2 separate regions of the Mus musculus genome follow, and region 1 is linked to region 2. A link is a contact called in public Hi-C data. All regions are on one chromosome and are shown on one strand. The core of a region is the stretch at or near the end of the contact, and the rest is flanking DNA. Distances in the headings are between cores, read along the strand shown.

Region 1 (4,366 bases), core at 1,569-4,068, 400 kb before region 2:
CAAGCTCTTATGCAAGGGGAGGGGCTTATGAGGTCCTGTCACTCCATTTGACTGAAAGACTCTGGGAAGTCATTTATGTCAGTTGTGTAGCCATTGAAGAGTCCGCCAAATTGCAATGGGTAGTTCCATGCTCACACAAAAGTCCTTGACTAAACTCAGTAGGTCATAGAACAAAACAAAATGATATGCATATAGGAATGGAAAGGAAAGGGGCTTGTAGACAAGAGAGGGATGATAGGGGCAGGAGAAGTGAGAAATGTGTGCATTTTATGGATGTATGAAAGTGGAAAAATACATTGTCTAAGATTGGACCTCATTGGCTAGCCTGAAATTCACTGTGAAGCCCTGGTTGGGCTGAAACTCGTTATGTAGACTGGGCAGACCAGGAAGTCATGGAGGTTACCTGCCTCCGTTTCCTGGGTGCTGAGATTAGGGCATGCACCATGACACCTAGTCTGAAAGAGCAAGTATAATTAAAAAGTATTTAAAACCCCAAAGCAAAACTACAAAAGAGCACAAAACACTCTGCTACATAGGCTAACATAATGCACAATAATAAAGCTTAAGCCACAGCTTTAAAACAGCAAAATTATGAATAGACAATGAACTGAATGACAGACCACACATAAAAGTTATTTTGATGGCCATTTCTGCTTCCATAAAGGTGATGGGTACTTTTCTCAGTTCCCCACACCTGGTGCAGATAAAACACCTTGAACATTTTGCAGAAATAAAATATGAAAAGTGTGGAAGCCAGGGAGATGGCAGGCTGGCTATGGAACTTGTGTCCTGAGGGAGGAGCTGGTGACAGTTCCTGGGGTTTTCCTTTCACTTTGCACCCTACTCTGAGTGCCAGGAAGCCAGCACCCCAAAAACATTAACAAGACAGCACACACAGGAGGCCAGTTTTCTGCAATCAGAAGAGCAGTTTATGCAAGAGAATACTTTCAGGCAAACTGCACTGTTGTGGTTATTATTATTTTGGGGGTTTGCCCTCACTTCAGGTAATTTAGTTACCAAATCAAAGACACAGATCTTTAGATTTATAATAAGCTGTAGAGCATTAGAGCTGGGTAGGTATCTATGCTATTTTCTGTTTCCCTGGCAAAATCTCTGAGATAATATTTGCCGTGTTCCTTTTAGGTTGCTCCTGCTCCATCAGGTCAGCACTCATGGCCATGTGCTTAAGATCCATGCTACCCCACGGTGACCTCTTCCTTCATTCTCCTTGTGGTCCCTGCCTGACCTCAAGTTCTGGGAATGTTTGCTCAAGCTCCTCTCTTCTGTCCATTTGGTGTATATGAGGATCTCCTCATCAGGGGTAACCAGATTGGGGGGGGGGGCAGTATTTAGTATTCAAATACAAAGCAGCACCTGACCAACCCCCTACACTGCACAAATACCTACATCCCAAATTCTACCTGTGAATGCCAAAGACAACCAGTTAGGAGGCTTCCAGCCTTGCCAAACTGTAACATGACAACGTAGCCGATTTTCACACATGTGGGTAGCAGAGAACGCCTCGCCTCGTGGAAGGAATCTTTACGCACGATCAGTGCTAATTAAACTCTATCTATTGTCAGCTAGTGGAGGCCTCATGAGGATCGGTAATGAGGCATCTTGCTTTTCCCTCTCTCTAACATGATGGTGTTAGAAGATGCCGTGTGAGACTAGCCCATCTCGTGGGGTGTCAGCAGGGAACAGTGGGAATCCAGCCTCATCTCCCACCTAACACTACTGAGGCTCAGCCCCCTCCATCCAGTGCTACAAAAGGCTGGCTAAAAGGAAAAACGAAAAAGATTCGGTTTGGTAAATGTAATAGCCCAAATGTCTACATTTTAATTCAAAATCACTTATCAAACCAAAAATGAGGAAAACTTCAGTCTGAATGTAAAAACAGTCAAGTAGGCACTTGTCTTCTTTGTGCTGCTATAATAAAGTACCTCAAACATTAATTTATAAGCAAGAGTATATTTTCTCAGTTTTGGAGCAGAGAAGTTCAAGGTCATGGCTCTTTAGTTGAGAATCTGAGAGGAGTTTCCCCCCCTCCCCTGGTTCTCTCTCACTGCATCCTCACACAGCACAGGGGGCTAACACTGTATCAGTGCAGGTGAAAAGCATAGAAGCCAGGACATCTCTGGATCTCTCCAGCCCTTTTGTAAGGCACTGATCCAATCCCAGGGGCCTTAATCACCCACACAGACCCCACTTGTGAATACTGCTGCAATGCCAACAAAATTAGCAGGAGTTTTGGACAGACACAAACAGCAGACCACAGCAATGTCAAAACAAAAATGACTTTGATGTTGAGACTCCCTCTGTGGTTGGGTCACACCATGCTCACCACCCTGGACAGCCACCCAGGGCGGCCTGGCAAGCCTGGAACGCTCACGCAGCTGAGGCTGAGAATGGAGAACTACGGATTCCTCTAGTGCAACAGAGCAGGGGCTGCTGGGTGACCTCGCTCATGGCTCCCTGCACTTAGGCACATTTAGCAAGCTCTAGTACAGTTTCCTTGTAGGCAGCTTGGGCCTAAGGGGAAACTCAACACCCACACCTGCATAGGGACTGGCTTGTTGTTGTGTTTTCTACCGGGAGAGATGTATGTAAGTCATTGAGAGCTGCCAAAGACACTGTCTGACGCTGGAGCTATGATTTTCATTTGGGCTAAATCCTAGAAATGTTATCTATGGTGCCATCAATTGGATAGCTTACTCTTTGGCGTCACCTAGTGGCTGAAGGCTTAAGATACAAGTCCAAAGCATAAAGTGTTTTGAACTTCTAGAGGAGGGTTGTGAGCCTAATGATTTTTCTCTGGGCTCGCTTTGCAGCTGCTTTACCAAGCACTCACAGACTTTGCTACCAGATATCCAAAAATGGCACAAACTCATAGAAATAACCAGCAAACCGCTAGCCAAATCTCATTGGCCTTTGCCCTTTGGCCTAGGAATTCAGGGAGCTGTAGCAAAGCCAAGGCATAAAGGATCTCAAACAGTGCTATGATTTGTTGTAAAAAAAAATGACTCGAAGATTCCCCTCAACTGATGAGAGGTCTGATTGTGTGGTTTAGACCTACAGGAGAAACCAATAACCTTGAGCCTCCGAGGCAACAGTTCTCTCTTCATGGGGGTCTGGGACTGAGGGACCATTGGCATGGCTAGCTGTTGGGCACAAGAGACATGAGCATTGTCAGGGATTTTCTACTCTTACTTGGCTGCCCAACATCAAGTTTGTGTGCTGTAGTGTCTGGTTTGTACTCCTGCGGAGTACCCAGCATGTCCCTTGCTGCTGTGTGCCCACATGCTTGTGTATGGCCTTGGGTGCTTGTCTTGTGACCTATGTCATGGTGCTTGCTATTTTGTTCAGTATCCTGTGTCCAGTCGGTGGTCCTCGCATGTGCCTCTGTCTGTGTCTGCATTTAAGGCTTACCATTATGTTCCCAACTGCTTCTCATCTCTGTGTGTATTGTCATCCAAACCCCAGTTTCCTTTATCATATGCCAAACGCATCTGCAGATGTTGGTTCTGATACTGTCCCTGTTGCCCTGTGCCTAATGTAGGTATCCCTCAAGGGGTGCCAAGTGTAAGTTACTTGGAGTTGCATGCCCAGAGTGCATGGTGTGTGCACGCCTGGCAGTGCCTGCCTCAGCTTGATAAGACATGTTGTTTGCTTGATAACTGTCATAGTTTGTGCTCTGTTGCCACAGTAAACATCGTTGCCAAAAACAACTTGGACGGGAAAGGGTTTATTTCATCTTACACCTTGATCCATTATCAAGAGGAGTCAAAGTTTGGGATTCAAGACAGAAGCCTGAATGCGGGAACTGAAACAGAGACCAGGGAGAAATGCTTACTGGCTTGCTCCCCCTATTTTGACTAGCTACCCTTTTTAAAGAGCCTAATCCCACTTGCTCAATGTGTGCACCCTGTGTGTGCAACCTGTGTGTGTGTGTATGCATGTGTGTGTGTGTGTGTGTGTGCATGTCCTGTGCCCTAAGCTGTATACCTTGTGATATTCTCAGTCTGTTTTCTGAGAAGTTTAGCCTCTGTCTGTGTGCCAGTCTAGAATACCTTCAGTTCTAACTGGGAAGCACTCAGGGTCATATCTGGCCTTTGGCCAATCCTCTCCCTCCCTTTTCCCCCCAGTGATCTCAGAATCCTGGGGACATGTGTCTGGCCTCAGTTTTTCATGTTTGACTTTTTCAAACATGCACCTTCTTCACTCCTTATACAGCCCATTAACTGAAATTGGGGCATGCGGGGATGGTACTGAGGTCTGTCTTCACGGCTCTATTCTTAGGACCACCCTTTGACCATGTTGCCAGCGCAGGCCTTGTCTCCAGGGCCTTTGGGGCTGGCAGACCTTG
Region 2 (3,925 bases), core at 499-2,998:
AATGTATAAATATGTAAATACACATCTCAAGTAGATGCTTATTCTCTGGGCTCAGTTTTTAAAACTGTGTCTCAGGATAGGCTGTACAATAGCACCCACTTGTGGTAAATATAGCAATTGCACCCTTCTCTCAGAAGGACCATTCCCCAGTGGTTGATTGCTCTGTTGTCCTTTGTGAACTAAAAACAAACAAACAAACAAACAAAAACAAAACAAAACAAAAAACTGTCTGAGGTTTGGTATTGCGGGCTTCTGTACAGAGTACTGCAGTTGGACCTCTGTAAGAACACATGTGTGGGTTTGGCATCAGGACCGAAGCAATCAAGTTTTGGTCTTCTATACTCATGTAGTTCTGCCCATATGGAACTGGCCCTAGGGAGCCGTAGTAAAAAGTCCTGACCTGTTCACTGAAAAGAAGCTTCTGCAAAGACCTGCGTTTAGAACACTTCCACTTGTTGAGCATCTTTCCAGACAAAGGCTTCATTCTACATTATTTTCTGTGCAATGAACTCCTAGCAGTGCAGGTATAGAGGTTCGATTCTAAAGCTCTGGACTTAGACACCCATGTAGATGTGAAATGTCTGTAGACAAACCTGTGACCCTGCATGGGAAGTAGACAGAAGTCTGGCTGACCTTTGCCTAGAATGCCTGCTATGTCACCATCTGGGCGTCAGGCTGCTTGAGATCTAAAGTGAAAACTGCCAGGCCATCGTCCTCGTGGCCACCTCAGCATGGGCAGACACAAGGGAGTCCTGCATATGTGCATCCAGATGTTTTTATATTCACTTAGCAAGTTGAATATCCATCTGTATTCAATCATGCCCATCCTTTTCTCACATAAAAATGGATCTGTATATAAATGTCGATATGATGGAAGACTTGAGGCCTTTCAGAATACTGCAAGGGATTTCGTGTAAGTGAACATTTACTGCAGTAGAAAAACCTTTGCCTTAGGTGGCAAGTACAGCTTTGATATGCAATATGAAGTTTGCACTTAAATAGATATTCAAGCAAATTGATTTATTAATGTGGATGTGTAAACTGTTGACTGGGGAAGATGAACAAACACCAAGAAACCTACAGTTACACACCTGCAACGTGTTCTCATGCTGAGGGGTTTGGGGCCTGTGTGATTCTTTTGGCAACTCTGGAAGGTGAATTCTAATGGTTCCTCCCCCCCCCCCCCCAATCAGGGTAATGTTCTGTTAAATATCCCTGACCCAGTGTCATCACTCGATCTGAAGAAGGTAAATTTGGTTAGCAAAACTTACAGGACCAGACATTCTAGAAAGTGCTTAGAGAGGCCTGAAACACTGTGCCTGCCTAGGTAGATATTGCATCTGCTGGTTTCTCTGGGACAGAACTCAAGTTTGTTGCAGATTACCACTGGGGTGGTGCAGATAGTGTAAGTCGAGGTATAATTAGGATAACTATACAATTTTGGTAGGATAGTCCTGCACTGAGGATTGCCAGGGGCTGGGCCCTCAACCCTAAATGCAAGATCACACCACACCACACACACACACACACACACACACACACACACACACGCTTCTGTTCATCTGTCTGAAACCATCATGTCTATGGTTGTGCCTCTGAAAGCAGTCATTTTTTTGTGTATAATTTATCATTTTAAGGTAAGGAACTTTATTTAAGAATATTTAATTGTGGTTTTACTGGGGAAGAGGGGCAGTTTTTGTTGTTTTATCCAGTGAACCAACACCAGTGGCGTTCTACCTACTGAAAATGTTGCAAGCTGTTTGCTGACTCTGAAAGTTCAAAGGTAACTGCAGTAGACCTTACTGTTAATTTAGATTATGTAGAAGCTAATCAATGTGTATTGATTTAAAAAGCCAGAGTCCTTGAAAAAAATCAATATAAATATCATTTTCAGTCCTACTTAATTTGCATGATTTGACTACCCCCAATCTCCTACAATTGTTGTTTTAATCAATGTTTTGAGTGCTGTGTGTTGTTTTCAACAAATGAGTTATGATTTGACCAATAATTTAATATTTTATTAAAATCTCTGTATTAATATATATGTATATATGTACACACACACACACACACACACACACACACACACACACGTCAGGGTTTTTCTGTTTAAGAGCCCTGGCTGTCCTGAACTTTGTAGATCAGATTGGCCTTCAACTCACAGAAAATGCCTGCTTCTGCCTCTCTAGTGATGGGATTATAAGAGTGCTCCACCACTTCCTGGCTTCATATATTCTATTTTGATCTTGTTTTCTCCTCCCTCAAATCCAAGATCCTCCCAACCACTCTATCATCCAACTTTATGTTCTTCTCAACAACAACAACAACATCAACAACAACAACAACACCCCCACAAAACCCAATAAGACAACTACTCCTGGTCATGGGGCCTGCCTGCCTGGAGTGTGGTTGATATACCCAGTGACACTACATTGCAGAAAACTAATTTTTCCTTTGACAGCTGGTATCAATTGCTAATAACTTGCTTCTTTAAACAACCACAGGTGGGTGGTGTATTGGCGCCCTCCTGTGGTAGAGGTAGCAGCTGTTAGTTTACAGAGTTCATTAGGGCTGACTTCTCAGGTTGCCTTTAGAGCTGTGCAAAATTGTTACAACCCTAGAGACCACACATACTAATATACTAATGACATTATATAGAGGAATCAGGTGTGTGTGTGTGTGTGTGTGTGTGTGTGTGTGTGTGTTGTATGTGTAAAATAGTGTAAGGTGAGGTATGCCCAGGATAACTATATATTTTTCTAGGATAGATCTGCACTGAGGACCTCTTATGTTGTGTGTGTGTGTGCACATGGTATATGTATATATATATACCTCCTAAATATCACTGCCTCTAAATACACTTTCTCTTTTATTCACAATAAACTTTCTCCTACAACATATCTAGGTGCAATCATGACCTTTCCTATTTTATTTCTTTTTATTGAGTTGTGGGGCACCAGCTGTACTATGCATAGCTGCAGGGCAAGAGCTCTGTGTGAGAGCAGGCTGATGTCTCTGGCTGACTTCAGAATGCAGCACAGTATCAGCCTTCCCCCCCCCCCCCTTCCTCTACTCTGAGGCTACACTAACCACAGGTCTCTTGGTTTCTATGTAAGCACCTTTTAACATTCCACAGAGAAGAGAGAGTATATGCTCACCTTTCTGTACCAGCTCTCTGCATTCACTTCTCAGCAGGATCTGATGTTTCATAACTTGTCTCAGTGTCAGGATGCTATTCTTTTTACGGCTGTCTCGTGCTCCCCTGTATATCTGTATTATATTTAAATGTTACTTTTACTTCCGTGTTCCTCTTCACTGTTTCCATGTGCTTTTCGTGCTACCGTGAATGAGTTTGTGATGAACACAGACATAGAAGTCTTCCTAAGACACTGGTTTCATCTCCTCCTGAATGTGTGCTCATTATTGTGAAACTGCTGCATCACAAGGTAGATACATTTGCTTAACTCTTCAAAGAACCATCATACGGTTACCCATAAAGACCATAAAAATTTATATTCCAGCCAACAGTGTGCATCTCTCCAGCACTTACTATCTTTAGTCTGTCTGACAGTAGACACTCTAGTGAGTGGACTGATAACTCATTGTGGCTTTGATTTATAGTATCCTGATGACCAACACTGCACATTTTTATACATCCATGATGGTTAGTCTTCATTGTCAACTTGACAAAACCCAGAATCACTTTAAAAGACATCTTCAATGAAAGGTTATCTGTATTGGGTTGCCTGTGGGCATTCCTATGAGGGTTTTTAATTGGGGTAACTGAAATAGAAAGACTCCCCATGAAGGTGGGTTTCATCATTTCAAGGGTTGGACTCTCTACTAGATAAAGGAGAGAAGGTCACCTGAACACAGACAGGCATGCGTGCATCCATTTTTCTATTTGCTTCTGATAAATATGACC

The links. A called contact is a pair of places that touch in the nucleus more often than the background predicts.
Region 1: a contact with region 2 is called in a Hi-C map of liver, with 7 times the contacts expected there. The contact joins two enhancer-like sites. A contact is called at or near these places in 1 of 39 promoter capture datasets (embryonic stem cells), 9 of 15 datasets of contacts at CTCF or cohesin (the NIH/3T3 cell line, embryonic stem cells, hippocampal excitatory neurons and 3 more), 211 of 484 Hi-C or Micro-C datasets (the 4T1 cell line, the AML12 cell line, the AtT-20 cell line and 96 more), 22 of 115 datasets of contacts at active chromatin or transcription factors (PVALB interneurons, astrocytes, a beta-TC-6 cell line and 12 more) and 2 of 9 other capture datasets (embryonic tail and pancreatic islet).

What each region holds. Positions count from the first base shown.
Region 1 is chr7:63,320,628-63,324,993 of GRCm38.p6, reverse strand. No RefSeq gene overlaps it. Among named protein-coding and RNA genes, the nearest start is that of Chrna7, 110 kb to the right of the region's middle. Within about 2 kb of position 2,818, at least 15 of the 459 cell types and tissues checked have an H3K27ac peak or open chromatin away from gene starts, as enhancers often do. A contact at or near this core is called in hepatocytes and liver, where this site is marked.
Region 2 is chr7:62,921,039-62,924,963 of GRCm38.p6, reverse strand. No RefSeq gene overlaps it. Among named protein-coding and RNA genes, the nearest start is that of A26c2, 99 kb to the right of the region's middle. Within about 2 kb of position 1,748, at least 3 of the 459 cell types and tissues checked have an H3K27ac peak or open chromatin away from gene starts, as enhancers often do. A contact at or near this core is called in hepatocytes and liver, where this site is marked.